Regions from separate parts of the Loxodonta africana genome. Here region 2 is linked to region 1. Evidence: chromatin contacts called from public Hi-C data. All regions are on one chromosome and are shown on one strand. Each heading gives the region's core, a stretch centred on a gene start, on an enhancer-like site or on the middle of the called end of the contact. The rest is flanking DNA. Distances are from core to core; before and after follow the strand shown. Region 1 holds the start of PDS5A (PDS5 cohesin associated factor A). Region 2 holds the start of UBE2K (ubiquitin conjugating enzyme E2 K).

Region 1 (4,226 bases), core at 235-2,734:
ACAGAAAACAGACTTTCACAGAGGTTGAGGAAGAAGGTATCTAAAAAACTTGGTAGGTGAAGCTCTAAAAGCCGGGACATCCATTGATGGTGACCTCATGTGTGTAGAGTAGAACTGCTCCACAGGGTTTTCAAAGCTGGGACCTTTTGGAAGCAGATCGCCAGGCCCGTCTTCCAAGGCGCCTCTGCCAACCTTTTGGCAAACAGTCCAACACTTAACTGTCTGTGCCACCCAGGGACTCCTAAAAAGCCGAGCCTAGCAGTGTAGTAATACCACACGAGAAAAGCACTTCCTGTCAAAGACACAGTAGACTCTTACCTTCAGTCGTTTGATCATTTCGTCGGTGGTGATCTTGTCCGTGATCTCCTTCACCCCTGGAGGGTAGGCGATCTTCCCATCGGCACTCACGACGCCACAGAGGGCAGTGGCAGGCTTGGGCTGCGTAGTGAAGTCCATCCTGGGGGACAACTTTTCTTTCACAGTCCTCTACCGGCCTCTATCGGTCAGAAAACAAAAGTTCAGCGGGAAAGGGGCGACTTTGTAACCTCTTTTTTCATTTCAAAAATCTCTAATCAAGAAAGAGCCCTTCCTCCCGGGAGGCTGGGGCTAGGCGGTTGCCCCGCCAGCCACCCCTCCCTGGGGCTGGTCTCCCCCCGGCCGCCCCGCCGCCCCCACCCGCGCCGGCCCCGGGCCCACGGGGCTCTCCCGACACCAGTCGCCGCGGCCGCGGGAGGCGCCGGGCAGCGCCAGGAGTTTCCCACTGCTCCTTTCACAATGAAATCCTCCCTCCAATCACCAAAGTCCGAACTTTGGCGGCCTCGGGAGGCCGGCGGGGACCGTGAGGCCCCCGCTCGATCAGAGAGAAGCGCCGAGTCCCCGCCCGGCCGGTCCCTCCGGGGAGAGCGACGCGAGGCCTATAGGGCTCGGCTTAGGCCGCAAAACTAGGGACTCAACCGGCCCCGCTCGCAGCGGCGGCTCCCGGGAACAAAACGCCCTCGCCGGGCCGAGCGTCGGGACCCCCGGCCGTCCCCGCCGCGCTCCCGGCCCTCCCCTGTCCCGCTCCCCCACCCCCGCGGGAGGGGAAAACATGCCGCCCGCCACCCCCAACCCCACGCCAGGAAGCGGCTGACGCGGCTCCGCACTTCACATTTTGTTCCTTCAACTTCGACCGAGGAGCCCCGGCGGCTGCCCTCGCCCTCAGCCACTCCGGGTCCCCCGGCGCCGCCGAGGCCTTACCGGCACCTCGGGGCAGCCCTGCCGGGCCTCGGACCCGCCGCCCCCCCGCCGTCCCCCTTCCGTCTCCTCCCTCCACTCGCCGAGGGCGGGAGCCGAGCCACCGCTGCCTTTACCTTCTCCTCATGCGGGCGGAAGGTGCATCGAGAACCCGGGCCTCTGTCAGGTGGTTGCGCCGCCGCCCCTCGCCAGGCTGCACACAAAGCGGCTCCGCGGTCCCGCCGCCGCCGCCGCCCGCCCCGGAGCGGCACTGGGGCTGGCGGTGCCGAGGAGGAGCAGCCGCCGCGGGGGGAGACGCGGGCCGAGCGTGCTCTGGGCGGGGAGACACTGCCGCTCTCCGTCTGGGCGAGGAAGAGCAGCTACAGGGGAGGTTCCTCCGGGAGCGTGTGCGCGTGTGTCAGCCCCGGACCCCCACTGCCGGCCTGCCCGCCCCTCGCGCCGGCCGGGGCCGGCGACTCGGACCCGGACACTCCTCGCAGCGGCGCGCGCCCGGCCGAGCGAGCCCCGAGAGCCGGCGCCTCACACACACCGAGCGGTCACGCGAGCGGCACGAGAGCACGCGAGAGCAGCCGTGCGCCGTGCTCCCTCCCCTTCCTCCGCCGGCCCTGCCTCCGCCTCCCTCGGGCCCGAGGCGGCGGCACGCGGGGCGGACAGCGCCGCCAGCCGGTTGGCGCCAAGACCTGCCGCTCCGAGAGCCTCCGGGAGGACTGCACCCGAGAGGGCGAGCGGAAGAGGAAGGCGGAGGAGGAACCGGGTGGCGCGAAGCGAACCCCAGTCCCGGCGGTCCTGATGGGGGCGCGTAGGAGAGCAGAGCTTTACCTTTTGTCGCGGAGATGAGTTCATGACTTTCTGGGGTCTTCCTGAGGGACGTGGACGGAACTGGTAGAAAGACGGCGAATTACTCGGGGAAAATGAACTAATTTCCTCTCCAGGGACAGAAGATCAGCAAACTGAGAGAAAGTTTTGCAACATGGCATAACATGGGCTCTTCATTCCTGTGCCTTTGACAGCTGACTTCGCCACTCCCTCCCCTTTAGATTTTTAAAATTGATATTTTGAAAGCTTCAAAATATGAAAATAGCGTCGAATCTAGTAGTTCTCACAATATTGTCTTTGGGCCACCGGCCTCAAAATCATTTGAGGAGTAGTAGCTTCCTGGGCCTCATAACAACTTTACGGGGATCAAACCCTCTGAGAGTGGAAGACACGAATAAGCATTTTGACAAATTAGCTGAGTGGTTCTTGTTAATATACAATTTATTACTTCGTTAATATAAAAAAACTTTATAAACACTCAAATGAGAGTGAATCCTGAGAATTATATATATATATATATAATCTTTAAAAAACATGGAGTATTAACCTTTTTTTTCATCCAGAGGAAAACCCAGTGTTTGAGCAATTTAGCGTAAAGAATTTAAGCAGATGAGCCTCAGTAGCATGCACATAATTTCAGAAGACAAAGTTGGAAAAGAATACAATGACAGGAAATAGCATTCAGCTCTTGAAACTGACCACAACCATAGCTTTAAATGGTATTGAGTTATTTTGGATGATTATCCATTTGTCTATCTTTTCCCACATCTTTGATCTTGAAAATACTAATAGTATTGTACCCACTGAATTGTTTTTCAGGTATTAATTACACAAGGCAACAATCATCTTGGAATCTAACACTCCACAGTTGCAGATTTGGTAGAGCTCTGTGTGCAGTCAGTGTTTGTTTTTGGGCAGTTAGAGTAGCAGGTAGAACCCATTTGAGATTGTGTTCTTAAGTGGAACTGCATATTGAGTCCATCAAAAGTTACTCTGTTTTTACCATCTCTCCTTGTGGTGTGTCCTTATCCTTTACATTTAAATAACTAGAGTGCCATTTTGCTTTTTCATCCTTACCTCAGTAACTTATTTTTAGTTACAGTTTAGTATATGCCCATAAAATTTAACTTTATACAACTTATTGCTTTTTAAATAAGAACTTCATAGACTCAACATTGTGAAAATGACAATTCTGCCCAAAGCTTACAAATACAGTGCAATCCCAATCCAAATACCAACACCATTCTTTAAAGAGATGGAAAAACTAATCATTAACTTTACATGGAAAGGGAAGAAACCACAGATAAGTAAAGCACTATTGAAGAAGAAAAATAAAGTAGGAGGACTTGCACTAAGACCTCAGAACGTACTATACAGCTACAGTAGTCAAAGCAGCCTAGTACTGGTTCAGTGAGAGAGATACATTAACCAATGGAACAGAATTGAGAACCCAGATGTAAATCCATCCACCTACGGTCACCTGATCTTTGACAAGGGCCTAAAGTCCATCTAATGGGGAAAAGACAGTCTTTTTAACACATGGTGCTGGCAAAACTGAGTATCCATCGGCCAAAAAAAATGAAATAGGACCCATAGGTCACACCATATACAAAAACTGATTCAAAATGGATCGAAGACCTAAATATAAAGCCAAAAATGATAAAGTTCATAGAAGAAAAAATAGGATCAATGCTACAGACCCTAAAAAATGGCATTAACAGGATACAAACCATAACCAAAAACACATGAATTCCAGAAGATAAACTAGATAACCAAGATCTTCTAAAAATTAAGCAGTTATGCTCATCAAAAGAACCTAAAGAGTGGGGAAAAAATTTTTGCCTAATACATACAAATCAGACAAAGGTCTAATCTCTAAAATCTACAGGAAAACCCAGCAACTCTGTAACGAAAAGACAATCCAATTAAAAAATGTGCAAGGGAAATGAACTGACACTTCACCAAAGAAGGCATTCAAGTGGCAAACAGACAAAGGAGGAAATGCACCTGATCACTAGCCATTAGAGAAATGCAAATCAAAACCACAATGAGATACCATCTCACCCCAGCATTACTGGCGCAAATAATTAAAAAAAAAAAAAGACAAAATAACAAATGTTGGAGAGGCTGCGGGGAGATCAGAACTTTATGCACTGCTGATCAGAATTCAAAATGAT
Region 2 (4,383 bases), core at 295-2,794, 250 kb before region 1:
GGAAAATGATGTCCTGAGATGATGTTTTGAACACTTATTTTACTTGAAAGAGATCATCTTAATCCACCTTCCATGTTTTGCAGATGAGGAAAACGAGGTTGACCATGATCTTACAGCCAGGCATGAGGAGAGCTGGAATAAAACAACCTCCTCTTGGTTCCTGGGGCAGGAATTCAAGAAATTCCCTTAACACCTTAACTAAATGATTCACCTCTAGTCGTGATTTCTTTTTCTGCTCCCACATTTTTAATAACTTTTGCAATATTTTCATAACAGGGTACTTTACTAATTGGTTAGGTGAAGGAAGTGCATGAAATATAAACTTTTAAATAACACCTTTTATCACTTATTCCAAAACGTCATATTCAAAATACCTCTCAGCATCAAAAGTATATTATTAACTATAATCCCTAGCAACCCCTTTTAAATTGCCTTTCGAACTTCCTTTCCACTAAAAACATTTTACTGTTATCTTTATTCATTCATTCAGTCAATATTTATTGAGTGCCAATTAATGCCAGATCAGTTGCAGGCTTTAGGCTTATAGAAGTAAAAGCCCTCCTTTCCATCCCTTCAGGAGCTTTTATTTCTCCAATTTCCACTTTATTTTTGGCATGCCTTAGTTCAGTGATTCTCAGTTTGGTCCCTGAACCAGCAGCATCAACATCATCTGGGAGTTTTTTAAAAATGCAAATTATCAGGCTCGCCCTGTACTCCAGGGACGAGGGCCAGCGATCTGTGTTTTAACGATCTCTCCAAGCTCCAAGGGATTTTGACGCATGCTTAAATTTGAAAACCATCTTTTCAGTTCCACAGCTCGGTATTAATTATCTAAATAGATCAAAGATCAGTATCTGTTGATGTATTTTCTGCTGTGTATATTCTCAACAACAACAAAAAGTAAAATAAGTAAAAAAAAAAAAAAAATCGACATCTGACGTCTAAGCTTACCTCAGGCCTCTCCATGGAGTATCCGTCTCAAATACACCTAATGGAACCAGCAAGGACGATACTTAAAGCAATGATTTCTAGTTCCGATGGGAATATTAGAGGCACTTTATGGTGTCCCTGTTTTCAGAACAACAACGGACCGCAGTGCATTTTCTGGGGCCTTACCAACTGAAAATGGGCCGGACTGAATTCTAGGATAGTGTTTTCGTACACTAGACATAGTCGGGCACAGTAAGCCTGTGGGTTGGGGCTCTAGTCTGGGTCAGGCTGAGTAAGGGCGTGGGTCCAGGTCGAGTAGAGAGAACCGCGTGGGTCCTGCCGGGTTGGGTTCGAGCCTTCGGCCAGAGGCCAGGAACTGAAAGCCACGACCACACCATTCTGATTCGCAGCGCGGCGGAGTCGCAGGGACTCGGAAAAGCCGAGTGTGCGTCAGGCAGCGCGGAAACCGCACCCGCCCGGCCCAGACACCGACGGGGCGGAGTCAGGCGACCGCAGCTCCAGCGGAGAGACGCGCGGCGCCGCGGCTGAGGCTACACCGGGAGCGGCTGCGCCGCCCGGCCGGGTCAGCATCGTGCGCATGCGCGGACCCGGCGCCATTTTGGTGGCCGGGCGCGGAGGTGATTCCACACTGAGGAGAGCGCGGCGGCTGAGGTGGCAGTGGCAGCGTTCCTGTGCTCGGGTCTGAATCGCCGGAGGAGGAGGCAGTGGAGGAAGAGGTGGCGGCGGTGGCGTTGGTCGTAGCGGTGGCGGAGGAGGCGGGTACGAATCAGCTGCGGGCGGAGACATGGCCAACATCGCGGTGCAGCGAATCAAGCGGGAGTTCAAGGAAGTGCTGAAGAGCGAGGAGGTCAGAAATGAACTCCCGGCCATCCCCCACCTCAGCCCAGGGTGGGAGGGCCCTTCCAGCGGCCACCCCGATATCCCCTGTAACCCCTGGGTGGCCCGCCCCGCGGCCGCCCTACTGCCTGTGGGGAAGCAGTAGCTTTCCCCTCCTTCCGCCGCCTTCCTCTCCCCTCTCAGGGCCCAAGGATGGACGGTCTTCCCTGCGGGAGGTCTGGGGACGAACACGTTTTGGGGAGCAGGTTAGAGAAGAGGTGCGCTTCTCAGAGGGGTGTGAGCCGTGGAGAGACCCCCGAGGCGGTAGCAGCAGCTGGAAGTGTGGCTGCGGGTGGGGAGGGTGCAGGCCGAGCCTGAGAAAACCCGGGAAGTGGCATGGGGGAAGGGAAAAGGTGGTAACTGGATCCGAGGGAGCTGTGCTGCTCGTAGGCCCACACTTTTAAGGGTATTCTGGGTTATCGCCTGTCAGGCCTTCAGCGCCCTTTCCTTAGGGAAGGAGCGATGAGAGCTCCTAGGTATTGATGAAAGGAGAAAGACAGGCATTCAGAGTTACTCCCTCTTAGTTGGGTGTTCGAAGAGAAGGGGAGATACAATGACATTATTTAAGTAGGGAATATAAGGGAATTTCACCTGAGATAGGAAATTAACTCCAAATTATATCACCTCACTTAGACCCCCAATTTCTGGACCCTTTATTTATTGGCATCTAAAGGTTTCTGACTGGGTAAATGCCAGTTGTTTGGTGTATTAAAGGTATTTAAATATTTTTAGCCAGGAACAAATAGTAGGGGGTATGAACAGCTTATTTCAAAATATTGTTTACAAGTTACAGGTCAGTCTCTTCTAAGACAATGCTGTCTGTTGACTCTGTTGTGTTGTACCATGAAACTTCATTATGATGTCCCTCATAGTTAACCTGAATCTTACTTTTGAAAAATAGCCCTATTAAAAACATGAGATTTCAAAAACAGGAACAAAACAAGAAAACCCATGAGATTTCATCAGATTAATATGTTGTTGTATCTCTTTATTAAGGTGAATAGAAGGTTTATCCTGACATGTATCTAAAGTGATTAAAAAATAATTTATCTCAAGCTGTGCTTGAGACCTATGGAGTTTTAGATACTTTCATGCTGCACACAATTATTTATATAAGAGATTGAAAACATTATAGTAATTTGACTCAAAACTATGCCAGTATCAATTTTTCATACCAAATTAACAAGAATAGCAAGTTATTTTCCCCACGTGGATTTAACAGAGGAAGATCAAAAAGTAATACTGAAAATGATTTTTTTCTTGATGTCACATCCCATTGTTGAGTATATTGTTGCTGTTTGTTTTTTTTTCTCTCATTGTCTTATGTTCGTACTTTGATAATGTCAACAACGATTTGTGAAATTCAGCATTCTAAGTATGTGATGAGTAATTGACTTAAGTCTGATATCACCTGGGATTTCTTTGTGTTTACTGGGTCTGTGATAGTCATGTATTTTTCCAGGTACACATGGAGAAAATTATTTAAAATTATTCAAAAATGACAAATGCCAGCAGATTTAATGAACGTAGGTAGTATATATTTTTTTAGTACATAAGTAATGATCTGTCTTAAAGAGCATGTGTGTGAACTCTAACCCCTATATTTGTTCAAGTGCCAAAACTCTGAATGGAAGGATGACTTTGTATTTTTATGGTACAGTTTGGAAATAGAGTCATAAATGTCTACTGATACACAGTGAAACAATGATGATTCTGACTTTTTATTTTATAAAGTGTATTCCAGAATAGTTGACATACATTAATGAAAAATTGCAGCTAATATTGTTGCCAGCAGCCTAAAATGTACTTTTTTATAAGATTGTACAAATTTGAAGCTTCTAATGCCTTATTTTCCATTACATAAAAGTGGTAAGGTTTACTGCTCTAGTAATTCATGTTGGTTGGTCACTTTGTATGAGGTGACTTTTCACCATGATATTCTTAGTACTTAGGTTGCCAGAAATACTTGTATTGCTCTACTAATGCATACTTTTAAAATAGTACTTCTCTTTTATATGTAAGGGATGATGAAGCCTTGCTTCAAATAAGTGTCATAGTGTTTCAGAGGAAGAAAACAGGAAATGCAGACAGACAAAGGAGTTTTTTTTTTTTTTTTTGAGAATAGTACCCTTGCAAATCTGAAAGGATACTTCTTCCAGGAAAGTTAGTTGCAAAGAACATTTAGGGAAGGGTCAGAAGATTTAATCTTGTAATAAATATAACCAATAAATAGCTTTATTTTTACTGGCATTTTTATGTTGATTATTATCAACTCGTCAAAGGACTTGTATAATCCATGTATTACTTCCTTTTTACTTTGTGAGTCAATGTAGTATTTTCAGTAGCTGGTGAAGTAGTCAAGTATTTATCAAGTCATTTTATGCAGATCTGCAGTTTACCAAAGTTTATTTCATGTGCTCGTTTACTAAGAGTATTGGTTAATATAAGATTTTTTTTGGAGGGGAGGCTTTTAAGTGACTTTAAAGATAATTGATGTTTGCTGAATTCTGGTCATAAGAGGTTATAAACAGCTATTCTTAGAGTGTGTTTTTAGTT

Evidence for each region. Hi-C and Micro-C count contacts between places; a contact is called where the count stands out from the background.
Region 2: a contact with region 1 is called in a Hi-C map of blood, with 7 times the contacts expected there. The contact joins the promoter of UBE2K here to the promoter of PDS5A in region 1. A contact is called at or near these places in 2 of 3 Hi-C or Micro-C datasets (blood and fibroblasts).

The regions. Positions count from the first base shown.
Region 1 is chr5:118,002,888-118,007,113 of mLoxAfr1.hap2, reverse strand. It overlaps PDS5A (PDS5 cohesin associated factor A), which reads right to left and starts at 1,484. Exons shown (of 32, transcript XM_064285931.1): 1 at 1,350-1,484; 2 at 319-496. The coding sequence starts at 456.
Region 2 is chr5:118,257,763-118,262,145 of mLoxAfr1.hap2, reverse strand. It overlaps UBE2K (ubiquitin conjugating enzyme E2 K), which reads left to right and starts at 1,544. Exons shown (of 5, transcript XM_023549804.2): 1 at 1,544-1,798. The coding sequence starts at 1,736.